Linked DNA regions of Mus musculus: regions 2, 3 and 4 are each linked to region 1. The links are chromatin contacts, called in public promoter capture Hi-C maps. All regions are on one chromosome and are shown on one strand. The core of a region is the stretch at or near the end of the contact, and the rest is flanking DNA. Distances in the headings are between cores, read along the strand shown.

Region 1 (3,389 bases), core at 344-2,843:
ATGGCCTGTCACTGAAGTGAGCATCTAAAATTCTGAGTCACAGCATATGTCTGACCTGCAACGCTCGCTCGCTCGCTCTTCTCCTCAAGCTGTCTAAGTTTCCCACGAGGGTGAGTCACACAGTCCCAGCCTCCTGCCTGGTTTTTACCAGGGATAATGAAGTCCTTCAGAAGACAACTGAACCGGCTTCCAGGGCTTCAGTAAGGATGTCGCAACTTACCAGAGACACTCAGGTCCTTCTGTAGGGCCCTCAGGCCCTCTCGGTTCTGATTCCTCTTGGTGTCCAGGTCTACAATCTGAAAACAGGAGCAGATGGGGACTCAGCTGCCTCCAGCCCCAATCTGAAGAGACAAGGTATCATTTCTGGCTAAGTTCCAAGGTCTTGCCTAACATGGAGGACTCAGGTGGGAAGGTGCTTCTTTACCCACTCAGCTTCCAGCTCCTCTGCTTCGACACAAACCTCCTTCCTCCAGAGAAGGTGCTAGGAAAATGCCTGCAGATTGAATCATTTTGTGTCATCCAGTCAACCTTGAGAGTGTACCAGAGTCACCAGGGAGTGAGCTGAGTGTCTTCTCTAGACAGTGACTACTGACACACTCTTGTTAGGTAACTCTGACAGTCTCACCAGACACTCAACCATACTGGACTGGAACAGCTGTGGCATGGTACCACTATGACAGCTAACTACTCAAGAGGTGACATCTGGGGCCGCAGCTAGTGAACCACCAAGCCTTCTCAAATATAGACCACAAAGAACCATTATGGCCATTATGACAGCGTTTGAAGACCATCAAATATATCAAGTATATGTCTCGCCCCATCACTACCATCTGGTCTAACTCTAGACCATCGGGATCACCTGAATGGTTCCCCGCTCTCTAGGAAGCAGCCAGAGAGAGGCATTTAACATCCAAATGCACGCCTATAATCCCAGAACTCAGGAGACTGACAAGGATAGACCACGGATTGTTCAAGGCTAACCTAGACAACACAGTAAGCCCTCTAAAGTTTAGAGTCTAAAGCAACCGATCCCCAGCACGAACTCCCTTTAGGGACTAACCACTTACCACAGAAACAGAACCAAGCACCCCTTTCGGATCTACGAGGCCCTCAACCCCTCACCCCCGCGCCCGACACCCACACACCCACACATCACACCCACACACCCCAGCGCATTGCCCAGACACATGCCGCCCATGTCTCAGTAACCTGATTCACGATGGGCCAGGGACTGCGTTTGGAAAGTGGTGTCAGGGGAGCCTCCCGCAGACAGTGAGAATCCAGGAGACCAGCAATGACCGGGCAGGGTGAAAGGAAGGCGACTATCCAGCACAGAACCAGTGCTCGCTCCGCGCCAGGCCGCTGGGACCAGTGACGCCGGAAGACCGGGTGAGCTCCCTGCCACCCCGCGCACTTACGCGCTCGCAGCCGCCACGTCTCTCACCTGCCGCTTGTCCGACAGCACGGCCTCGGCCAACTCCTCTACTTCGACCAGGTACCGCAGCACCCGCTCCGCCTCGGGGGACAGCATGGTGCCACGCACCTCTTCTGACACACTGCTACAACTTCACCTTGGCTCCTTCCGCGCACGCGCTGTTCTGGGACTTCCGGCACGCCTGCGCAGTGAAAAGAGCAAGCGCCGCAGCGGGGCTCCAGAGGGGCGGGGTAGGCTTTGGGAGCGGGGCAGGTGCGCCCCCTACAGGCTCTGAAGGAGCAACACAACGCACTGTCCATTTCCCTCCCTTCAAAGGGTTCCTGGGCATCCACTACATACCAGATTGGGTGTCAGGAACGCGGCTGCAAATAAAACATCCCGACTCTAGGAACGTCGTCCCATTGGAAAACAACGAACACTGAAGGCAAAATAATTACACATTATGGAAGGTAGTGATAAGGGATTTGGAGACACAGAGATCATAAAGTCCCGGTTTAACGACGCCCAGAAACTGAGTGTGGCAGACAGACTCATATTTTAATCCACGACGTTTTCAGCTTCCAGTTTGTAAATAATGGGTGATAGAAATTCCCCTCACTCTCTCTCTTTCTCCCCGGAAGATGGAAAGGAAGCAGTAATTATTTTAAATTGCATCTGGCTGCAGCATTTGTTGAATCTAATGTCCACAGTAGCAAGCCGAGATTCACAGAAGGAGCTGGAAACTGTCCAGGGGAGCAGTGGAGTGTCAGTAAGAGCGTAAGAGTGAATTAGGATCCAGGACTTCCCAGAGGAGGCGTGTGTGTGTGTGTGTGTGTGTGTGTGTGTGTGTGTGTGGTGACTGCCTGACAGAACCGGAGGGGTCCCCCAATGTTGCAAAGCTGGAGGCTCAGACGCTGGGCCTGGGAGTTTCTGCCTCACCAATCCTCTTTTGTTTTTCCGTGTGCGAAACTGGAATTACCCCAGTGCCTCTCAAACACCACGCTCTACCACTGAGCTATATCTCATCTATTTTCTTGTGTGGTGTGTGTGTGTGTGTGTGTGTGTGTGTGTGTGTGTGTTGCATGCGTGTAAGGGTGCTCTGTGCTCCTGCAGACACAAGCAGAGGCCAGACAGATTAGGGTGTCAGGTGTCTGTCTCTCCCTGATATTCTCACCTTATTGTCTTGAAATAGAGCCTCTCCTTGAAACAGAAGCTCACTTTTGGGCTAGGCTTGCTAGACATTGAGCTCTCTGGATCTGCCTGTCGCTGTTTGTTGCTGCTCACACAGCCATGTCTGGGTTTTTCTGTAGGCGCTTGAGATTCAAACTCAGATCCTTATTCTTGCAAAGTGAACACTCTTCATTCACGGAGCCACCTCCCCTAAGGCCTAACTCTGAGGTTCACTTTTTAGTCTCCTTTTTTGGACTCTGGGAAACTTAGCCCATTCATATTCTTTGCCTCACTTGAATTTCACGGACACTTTTTTTTTCTCACAGGATTATGCCTGTTTAGTTTTATAGCTGCAGGCTGAGGCTGAGAGAAGGGCTAATCAGTCACAAATTCCCCGGGGTGGAGGGTGCTGGTCTCTTTTTCACAACTATCTATGGACATTGACAAACTGTGCCTCACGAAGCCTGGAAACACCTCTTTCTTGTCTGGCTTTGGGCTACCTTCAATTACTAGAGACAGACAGTTTTCTCTGCAGCTGCGTGGTGTGGGGATGGAGGAAGCTTCATTAAGGATTCCTCATAGAGGGTGAATTTGTCGCCAAACCCAGGATGTTTTGTGTAAACACCTTCTGGTTCAGAAATGAAGGCACAAGCCCTGTGAAAGAAGTGGGGGTATTTGCCAAAGGAAAAATGAGTCTTCCAGGAATCCCTGGGGCCTGGACCCTAGTCCTGCATCGTCTCTCCACCTTGGGGCCAAAGATGGCTGGAAAAACGGACACCTCTGACCCCTGCTGGGTGGTCCTGCA
Region 2 (3,133 bases), core at 567-3,066, 590 kb after region 1:
GTTGCTGGGAATTTAACTCAGGACCTCTGGAAGAGCAGTCAGTGCTCTTAACCTCTGAGCCATCTCTCCAGCCCCTGAAAATTTTAATTTCTTCTCTCTCTCTCTCTCTCTCTCTCTTTCTTTCTTTCTTTCTTTCTTTTTGGATTTTTGAGACAGGGTTTCTCTGTGTAGCCCTGGCTGTCCTGGAACTCACTCTGTAGACCAGGATGGCCTCAAACTCAGAAATCCTCCTGCTTCTGCCTCCTGAGTGCTGGGACTAAAGGCATGCACCACCACTGCCCGGCGACTGGGCACATCTTTAACTCATCATTTGGGAGGTGGAGGCAGATGGCTCTCTGTGAGGTTTGGGATCAGTCTGGTCTGTAGCAAATTCAAGGCTAGCCAGGGCTACACAGAGAAACCCTGACTCAAAAAATTTTTTTAAAAATTATTTTCACTTGTATGCATGATATACGTCTGCCGGAATGAGTTTATATGCATCATGTGCATGGGAGCACTGGAACTGCAGGCAGTTGTGAGCCTCCTGATGCTGGGAATCAAACCAGGGTTGTCTGGAGGAGCAGCAAATACTCTTAAGGGCTGGACCATCTCTCCAGATCAAGAAACTTAAAAAAAAAAATGTGGCGGGGCGTGGTGGCGCACATCTTCAATCCCAGCACTCAGGAGGCAGAGGCAGGTGGATTTCTGAGTTTGAGGCCAGTCTGGTCTACAGAGCAAGTTCTAGGACAGTCAGGGCTATACAGAGAAACCCTGTTTCCAAAAACAAAACAAAATTGTACTATTTTTGATTATACATCAGTGTGTATGGATGTTAGTGAAGATGCCCATGGGGACCCGAGATGTCAGCTCCCTGAAACTGGAATTAAAGGTAGTGTGAGCCTCCTCACGTGGGTGACGGCGATCAAAGGCGTCCTCTGGAGAAGCAGGGCACACTCTCAAGCAGAGATCCAGATCCTTAGTCCAGGCTGAGAAACATTTGAGGTAGGCATGGGACACACCCCTGTGACCCCAGCCATCCAGTGATGGGAGTAAGAGGAGAGTGTATTATTTCAGGATAAAAAGAAAGAACAAGCCGGGTGGTGGTGGCACACGCCTTTAAGCCCAGCACTCGGGAGGCAGAGACAGGCTGGTCTACAAAGTGAGTTCCAGGACAGCCAAGACTATACAGAGAAACCCTGTCTTGAAAAACCAAAAAAAAAAAAAAAAAAAAGAACAAGAGCGGGACTTGGTATCTCACATCTATAATCCTATAATCTCAGGACTTGAGAACTGGAGGCAAGAGGACCAGAAGTTCAAGGTCACCCTCAGCTATGTAGTGAGTTTGGAGTTAGTCTAGGCTACATGAAATCAGAACACCAAAAGGAAAGAAGAAAAAGGACTGCCAGGATACGCTTTTGTCACCCTGTGGAGTCCTTCCGTGATGGGGAAAGCGAGAGCAGTGTGAGCCTGCACAGGGCCAGACCCAGGATCCTTCCTTCCATCTTTGCCAGGACACAGACAGAAATGCCAGTTCCTTGGTGTAGGGGCTGGAGTTGGGCCAGAGGAGCACGGCATCCCTAAAGGGAGGTGCAGAGCCAAAGGCTATTCACCCATGCAGGAAAACTGAATGGTGCCTGCACAACACTGAAGCCATAAAGCTGGGCAGGGGGAAAGGAAGGTTAGAGGTGCTAGTGAGAGGCCTGTACCCAATGAGGAATGCTTTCCCTGAGCTGCGGGAACTGGAGGCTGGCTGCTGGTGCCAAACCAGGGACAGGGCAACCAGCAGGCCCAGGCCAGTGGAGCCAAGCCCAGAGGCAGCTCCCAGAGGAAAAAGGACAGCCAAGCAGCCCAGCCTATGGAGCCAGCCCCCTGCTGGCTGTCAGAGGCTCTGACCAGAACAGCGTGTCAGTTCTGTGAGCACCAGGAGGTTCACTTGTACTCTAGGAGCCAGAGGTTTGTCTTGTGCCTGGATGGCCCCTTGCCAGGCTTGAGGCCTTAGGGAGTGGGTAAGGAACAGGACAGAAAAGGACTTTATGGACTGTGAAAAAAAAATTAGTTAAAAGGAAAGAAGCAAGTAAATAAAGAAAAAAAGGAGTGGGAGGGAGGGAGGAAAGAGACAGAAAAAGAAACAGGCTAGGGGGTGGGGTGTGCACCCTTAGTCCTAGCACTTGGGAGGCAGAGAGAGGTGGATCTCTGAGTTCAAGGCCAGCCTGGTCTACAAGACAGCCAGGGCTACTTGGAGAAACCCTGAAGAGGGGCCGGGGGAGGGGGAAGAGGGGGAGGGGAAGAGGCAGTGGAATGTGCTAGACAAGCAGCCAGGGTCACCTTGGATTTCATTCCAAGAGCTTAGGCAAGAATGGGAGAGTACCACCATGCCATCCACTTGCTGTCCCTAGAGGCTGCCAAGCTTCTGTTTGGCAAGCCAGAGGGGTTGGGCGTGGATCTGGTGGGCGTGGCTCCAAGCAGATGAAACTGACTGCACACGTCCATGCTGGGTGAGGACAGAAGTGGCTAGAGCTTCCCTGACGAATGAAGCTGTTGTGGAGCTGCTGAGAATACCGAGAAGCCCTTGGACAGGTCGGAGGGCAGGAGAGCAGAAACAGGCCGGCCTCCCTCTTTCTGACTCAAAGCCACCCTTCCCTACAGCTGCATCTTCCCAGGAAGAGACCAGCAGACTTCATCTAATGAAGCCCCAAAGAACCCGACCAAACACATTTTGCCGAGGGCCCAGAATTGAAACGCTGGCCACGTTCTGAGTCTCAGAGAATGGCCACGTTGCTGAGCAACCAAAGAGTTATCCTGGACCTTCGTAGTCTCACACGTAGAGATTAGGTGGGCAGTGGGGCCAGCCCACCTCCGTGTGAGTACCTTCTGTAAGTAGTTTCCTGACCTTGGGCAAGATGCTTAGCCCTTCTGGGCTTCTGTGTCCTCAAGTGTATATCAGAACATTAGTAATTCCTATGGTTTGTAGCTCTTGGGAGGAGGAACAGAGCTAATGCCTATGGAAGCTCTTACTTAGCTGGGGCTGGAGAGGTGGCTTGGGAGCAGTACATGAAGTCTGCCTCCAGACATCTGGGCTCACTCATTCTTGCACCCATCTCAGGGGCTCACAACCTCCTGTAACTCCAGTTCCAGGACCTAAAGCCTCCACACA
Region 3 (3,003 bases), core at 467-2,966, 630 kb after region 1:
CTTCTGGGTGTGGAGAAGGGGGATTTTAGACAGTGTCTCACACAGCCACAGTCCAGTCTGGTGTGGAACTTGCTCTGTCACTGAGGTTGGCCTTAAATTCCTTAAACTCCCAAGTGCTGGGATTCTAGGTAGGATCCACCATGCTTTGATTCTCTTGACAGTTAGAGTCATTCCCAAGCGACAGACCAAGACCACCTGCTCATCCAGACTCTTTTAAGGCATCCTCTTTTGCACCAACTTCCGGACACACTTCAGAGCCCTGGCAGTCAAGACATTCCTGCGGTTCCTCTTCCCTAGGGGGCCAGGTCCAGGCCGGGCTGGGCTTTCTCTCCTTTTGTCTTTTGACCAGTCTACTCTTTTTTAAGTAGAAAAGGGCCCAGGAAGTGTTAAGACTTGAAGTTCCCCAAATAGTCGCCATTTGCCCATTTACTCACTAACCAGGAAGAAGGGCAGGAGGAAAGCTGTGTTTAACAGGAGTTAGAACCCCAGAGGCAAGAGACCTGTGGAGATTCATTCATTCATTCATTCAACCAACTTGTATTGAGTTAATTCCTTTTGATGCTAGCCTCCCTGTGGACCTGTGCTCCTAGAGAGATGTGGCTTCCAGTTTCCATCTAGATGGAAGATGGAAGCCACCTCTGCCCCGCTAGGAGATGCAGACAAGACTATACAAAACAATCTCAGATGGGTTTCAGTGTTATAGGATTTGAAGACTGTTCTGTTTGGTGATAAGAAAGCCTCTTCTTGTGACAGATCTGGGGAAACAAAGTCTGAAAGGAGGAAAGAGGCCAAAGCTTTCCTTAGAAGGACAATGCTTGGTGTGTAGGAGGAGCAGCAAAGCAGAAGAGGTTGGAGTGAAGTCAGGGAGCCAACAAAATAAAAGATCCGTGAAAGCTGAGCCTGCACGTGCTAGGCCTTGTATCGAGCCGAGCCTTTGCAATCATTCGATTTGTTTATCCCTTTAACATATATTTATTTAGTGTCTACTTTAGTGATCACCATCTAATGTATGGAGACAGACAAGCAGGAAAACAAATAAACATGAACGCCAGGTGCCTATCATAAGTATTTGTGTTTCTCCAGTGGTTCAGCGTGGGCCTTTTGGCCGAGGCAGCCCTAAGCTGCAGGGTAGGGCTCCTCCCCAGCTGGCACGAGGAACCCAGGTAGTTGGGGGAACATGTATGCTTTTTCTTCCTCCAAGGCCTCCTCTCCCCTCAAGATGGCTGACAAAGGCCAAGCTAGGTGAAAGCAGGAAGCAGAACGGGGGTCCCCAGCGGGTGACCCATAGGGCCACTACAGCGCCCTGGACAGCTTTGCAGCGGAGGGATGGTCGAAAAGCCAATGCAGGGTTGCTGTGTGACTCCAGCAGGAGCTCTTCCCTCTCTGGGCCGCTCATCCAGACCTGTGAATGTGCTTGTATGTGCGTGTGTGCATCTGATCTGGATTGGGGGACAGGAAAGGGGGTGTCTCAGGTGGAGAGGGCTGGGAGCTATCCGTGGGCTCTGGTCATCTAGGAGGGTGACCCGCAAGGCATAGGGGGCCCAGGGGAGGCTCCCGAGGAGGCAGGGCGAGGAAGCTCGGGAGGGATTTCAAATCTCCCTCGCCCGTCCCCTAGGCCCGGCCGGCCGGTGAGTGGCTGCGGCGGGGGCGCCCCCCGGGCGGGGGCGGGGCCAGGGCCGGGCCCGGGCTACAAGGGCAGCGGCGCCGCCCCCTCCCCACCCACTCCCGTGCGCGCCCGGCCCGTAGCGTCCTCGTCGCCGCCCCTCGTCTCGCAGCCGCAGCCCGCGTGGACGCTCTCGCCTGAGCGCCGCGGACTAGCCCGGGTGGCCCACTGGCGCGCGGGCGAGCGCACGGGCGCTCCAGTCCGGCAGCGCCGGGGTTAAGCGGCCCAAGTAAACGTAGCGCAGCGATCGGCGCCGGAGATTCGCGAACCCGACACTCCGCGCCGCCCGCCGGCCAGGACCCGCGGCGCGATCGCGGCGCCGCGCTACAGCCAGCCTCACGACAGGTGAGCGCCACGCGCCCCTCGTGGGCTGGGACCTGGTGGTTGGGGCTGTGTGGGTTCCGGGACGACAGGTCCCCTGGTGGCGCCTGGATGTTTGCCGGGGTTGGGGAGAACGGGGCGCGTGGCGCTTAGCGGGACGGGGACACGGGACTGGGCACGGGGACAGAGGAAGCGAAGTCCCCGCTGCACTCCGCCACTCTGAAGAGTTGAGGGAAGGAGACCTGCAGCAACTTTTCTGGAGTGTAGAGTTGAGAACACTTGGGAGCGGAGTGGGGCCCGAGCGGTGGCTGTCCCCGGGACCCAAAGTCCTTACCTAGCCCAGTTCTTACCCAGAGCCTCCTCGGGGAGGAAAGGCTGGGATGTAGAGGCAGAAGTTGTTTTGTCAATGTAGTAGTGGTTGTGGATCCGTTCTGACTTGGAACCTCGCACTCCCAGGTTGGGATGGCGCTCTGGGTACCGGCAAGTGGGGATGCTAGATGGGCGTTGTCCCCGGGGTCCTCCGGAGCGGAGCCTCTTGTGCTGCAGCGTTGCCGGCTGCTGGGAGGGGCTGGCTGAGCACACCTGGCCGGGGAGGAGCCAGCGGGGGGCGGTTCCTCACCTTGCCGGCTGCCCTAGGGGCTCACTTTCCATTCTTAGCCTTCTTCCGGGGTGAGGTGGCCCCACTACCTAGTCCATACACTGAGTCCTTAATTATAAAATGACCCTCTGCCTCCACTTCCTAGCGGTTAATCGTCCGTGCTTCAGGGATTGCTTAGGGATACCTGTGGAATCCGTCCAGGCTAGAGGTTGCAATCAAAGCGGAGACCTACTTACTGCGTTCCCAAGGTTGGACTGCACGGAGGGGAAGAGTTTCTTGCTCCAGTCTCACCTGTGGCAGCGGCAGTCCTGTGATCTCCATGCCTCTGCCTGTGATTCCCTGTGATTTCTGCTTTGCACTCGGAAGCATATGAATTAAAATGAATTAAGGCCTCAGTAGAGTGCTTCCGGACTTGTGGATG
Region 4 (3,294 bases), core at 720-3,219, 510 kb after region 1:
CGGTTATCAGCGCTCCTCGCAGATGGGCCGCCAGCCCTCTGCGCTCGCGGCTCCCACTCCCCGCGGCCTGCAGCCCCGTCCCCTGGGCGCGGGGGGGTGGGGGGAGGCGCCTCGGGCTCCACTCTGCCTCCTGCCTCCCTCCCTCGCGGTCCCCTCACCCCGCGGGCCCGGCCCGGGCGGCCGCCGGAGGGGGAGGGGACAAGTGCACTTTTCGTAACGACCGAATCAATTGTGTGTGAAGAGCCCGCTCCGGCCGGGGACAGGGCTGAGCGCGGGGCGGGCGCGCCGGACGGGGGAGGAGCGCGGAGGGGGGAGCGGGGGAACAGGGAGGAGGGAGGCCGGCGCGGGGCGGCCGGGCTCTAGTGCTCCGGCCGGGCGAGGCCAGGGAGGGGCGGCGGGGAGGAGAGCTAGGCTGGCCCGACCGGGCCGGGGACCGAACACACTACCCGAAGGTCTGGGCAACGGAAAGTTCAAAGCTCAGCAGCGCCCCGAGAGCAGCCGCCCCCCCCCAGCCCCCACCCTCTGCAGAACAATGAGGTCCCGGAGGGGGGAGCCGCGGGGCCCAAGCCTCACGCCCTCTCGGGGCGCCCCGAACCGAAGGGGATGCCCCCGCCCGGCCACTGGCCACCAGCCTCCTTTCCCGGGGCTGCGGTTACCCGCCCCCCTCCCCAGCGCCAACCGGGCCAGCCTGAGAGACGGGGGAGGGGAGGGGATGAATAGGTCATGCCGCCCCCGTCCCAGGGTGGGGGGAGCGCGGGGCCCGGGGGGCGGCGGGGACGCCCCACCCACCCTTGGGAGGCTGCTCCTGCGCCAGGCTGCGGCTCTGGCTGCCCCTCCCCGGGCCAGTGCCGGGTGGGGTCGGGGCGACAGTGCCAGGGCTAGCCCCCTCCCCTAGTGCGGGGAGGCCCAGTGGACTCCCCGTCCCGCCGCTGCCCCTGCCTCCCCACCCCCGCAGCACCACCCTACACACACACACATAGATACACGCGCGCGCGCACACACACACACACACACACACGCACACACACACCGCCCAGCCGGCCCGGGGGCGGGAGCGCGAGGCGCCCGGGACAGGCGGCCTCCGGGCGGGAGGGGGGGAGGCTGGAGCTCCGTAGCAGCCGCCTGCTGGCTGGGGGGAAAGGGGGAGGGGAGGGGACGAGAGGACAGAACACGCTGGGGTGAGCAGCCCGGGACAGCCCGCCCGTCACGGCCATGGCCCGATCAGCGGCGCAGAGGGGGCAGGGACGCCCCAAACCCCGAGCGCTGCCCGGGCGGGCCAGGGAGGGCTAGTGAGCAGGGACACGCACGCCCCGGGTGGGCTAGACACACGGACAACCCCAGAAACACACCATTCGGACACACATCCACACCCCCACCCCGCCCCCGCCCTCCCCAATCCCGGCCACGGGACTAGCCCGCGGCCGCCGCGCGCGCACTCACCGAGCCCGTCTTGACCGGCACATACACCACTTGGCCCATCTTGGGTTCCCGGCCGCTGCCCAGGCGGAAGCCCTTGGAGCGCACCCAGAACTGGAACTTGCCTTTCTCGCCCGCCGCCGGGCCGCTGCCCGCGCCGGTCCCGCCGCCACCCTGCAGGACCTCGGCGATCCGCTGGTATTTGCTGCGTGTCACTGTCTTGGTTTTAGCCGAGTCGCCGTAGGTGCGCAGGCACCAGTCCCGGAACTGGCGGCCCAGCTCCGAGTCCCCGGGGCTGCGCTCGCGCTCCCAGCCCCCGCGCAGCAGCAGCGTCGGCTTCGGCATCCTCCCGCCGCGCCCGGCGCCCTCGGGGGCGGGCCGGCCACCGGGCCGCCCGGTGCTGGAACTGGGCTGGGCTGGGCCGGGCTGGGCAGGGGCGCGCCGCGGCCCGGGCTGTCCCGCGGTGTGGCTCTGGCGCGGCTGCTGGATGGGCGCGGGCGGCGGCCGGACGCGCGGGGCTGCGGCGCGCTCTGTCCTGCTCGGGCGGCGGCGGCGGCGGCGGCGGCGTTGGCGGCGGCGGCTCCGACTCGCCTCCTGCTCCGCCTCCTCCTCCCCCCGGCCGGGATGCAGGAGAGATGGAGGCAGCTCCGGGCCCGGAGGTGCAGAGGGGGCGGGCCGCCCCGCGGGCGGCCAGGGGAGGCGGGAGGCGGGGAGCGGCCCCGGGCACGGGGAGCGAGACCGAGCCTGGGCGCGGGCGGCAGCGGTGGCTGTCAGCTTGCGCGGCTCATCCTGCTCCTGCTCTGGCTCCGGCTGGGGCTCCCGCTGCTGCTGCTCTTCCTCCTCCTCCTCCTCCTCCTCCCGCGCCCGCCTCCACCACGCCGCGGGATCCCACCTGTTAGAGCGGCGCAGGCTGCGCCGCCGCCCGCCCCCCTCCCTCCCGCGCCCGCGCGCCCAGCCCCGCCCGGCCCGGCCCCTGGGGGCGCGGGGGCTGCTGCACCCGCAGCGGCCGGGAGGGCAGCAGCGGCAGGCGCGCGGTACCCAGCTAGGGATCGTGTTCCATCCGGCTGGTTCGGCCCACAGCCTGGAAGGCCGCACTCTGTCGGGACGGGCTGACTGTCCCGCAGGCAGTAGGGCACAGATCATAGCCCAGACACTGGCGTCCCCAGCCTCCCCGATTGGGTCGTCTTAGCCGAGGTAGCCCAACCCTGGCGGTGTGGGACAGGCTCCTCTCCTCACTCCTGCAATTGGCCTGACCGCTCTGGTGTCAGTATGGGTGCCAGAATAGGAATGTTCCCCCGGGGGGGGGACCCCAAGCCACCACCCTTTGGACCCCCAAACTTTCTCTCCTTCCACCTCATCTGAATTCCCCCAAGATTGGCCGGCCTTGCCTTAGTGTAGGTGGGGGTGGGTAGCCCCAGGCCCTATAGAAGTCACCTTGTCCGGTGGCCTTCCTGGTGCCAACCTCACTGAGCCTCTGAAGACCTTGAACACACCCACAAACCCATTCTGAGAAGCCTGACCTTCCCGGATGCACCTTGGCCTAGAATCCCTTGGAGAATAAACTTAGTGATCTCACACCCCCTCCCACCTGAGCAGATCTGACCAGTGTAGAACTTCCTCCTCCCCTATGAATTATAAGCATAAATAAAGGTTCAAGTCAATCCTCGAAGATTTCTGCCTTCCTTTCTTATCAGGGCATAAGAAATTACTGCATTATCCTTTCTGCTGTCCCCTGGCGGCCACCCCCATGTCATCAGGCCACTCTTACAGACACATTATCACTCAAGAGTTGAGTCCCAGAACAGGATCATTTTCTGCCTAAGAACTCCAAGGTGCCCATACCCGAGTCATTGAGACAATTGTGTGCCAGGCCCTGGC

What was found. Promoter capture Hi-C pulls out the DNA fragments that hold promoters and counts their contacts.
Region 2: a promoter capture Hi-C map of the 3T3-L1 cell line shows a contact between it and region 1, with 4 times the contacts expected there. The contact joins the enhancer-like site here to the promoter of Pdrg1 in region 1. A contact is called at or near these places in 6 of 39 promoter capture datasets (the 3T3-L1 cell line, the C10 cell line, the HPC-7 cell line and 3 more), 1 of 484 Hi-C or Micro-C datasets (the N1E-115 cell line), 1 of 115 datasets of contacts at active chromatin or transcription factors (large pre-B cells) and 1 of 9 other capture datasets (adipose tissue).
Region 3: a promoter capture Hi-C map of pre-B cells shows a contact between it and region 1, with 3 times the contacts expected there. The contact joins the promoter of Dnmt3b here to the promoter of Pdrg1 in region 1. A contact is called at or near these places in 9 of 39 promoter capture datasets (the 3T3-L1 cell line, the HPC-7 cell line, hematopoietic stem and progenitor cells and 4 more), 2 of 115 datasets of contacts at active chromatin or transcription factors (large pre-B cells and memory CD8 T cells) and 1 of 9 other capture datasets (liver).
Region 4: a promoter capture Hi-C map of neutrophils shows a contact between it and region 1, with 3 times the contacts expected there. The contact joins the promoter of Nol4l here to the promoter of Pdrg1 in region 1. A contact is called at or near these places in 11 of 39 promoter capture datasets (the 3T3-L1 cell line, the C10 cell line, the HPC-7 cell line and 7 more) and 1 of 9 other capture datasets (adipose tissue).

The regions. Positions count from the first base shown.
Region 1 is chr2:153,013,790-153,017,178 of GRCm38.p6, forward strand. Pdrg1 (p53 and DNA damage regulated 1) reads right to left here and starts at 1,594. Exons shown (of 5, transcript NM_178939.2): 1 at 1,445-1,594; 2 at 221-296. The coding sequence starts at 1,531.
Region 2 is chr2:153,598,700-153,601,832 of GRCm38.p6, forward strand. No RefSeq gene overlaps it. Among named protein-coding and RNA genes, the nearest start is that of Commd7, 33 kb to the right of the region's middle. Within about 2 kb of position 1,817, at least 83 of the 459 cell types and tissues checked have an H3K27ac peak or open chromatin away from gene starts, as enhancers often do. A contact at or near this core is called in the N1E-115 cell line, where this site is marked.
Region 3 is chr2:153,647,733-153,650,735 of GRCm38.p6, forward strand. Dnmt3b (DNA methyltransferase 3B) reads left to right here and starts at 1,717. Exons shown (of 23, transcript NM_001271744.1): 1 at 1,717-2,008.
Region 4 is chr2:153,528,002-153,531,295 of GRCm38.p6, forward strand. Nol4l (nucleolar protein 4-like) reads right to left here and starts at 1,970. Exons shown (of 11, transcript NM_001134300.2): 1 at 1,441-1,970. The coding sequence starts at 1,761.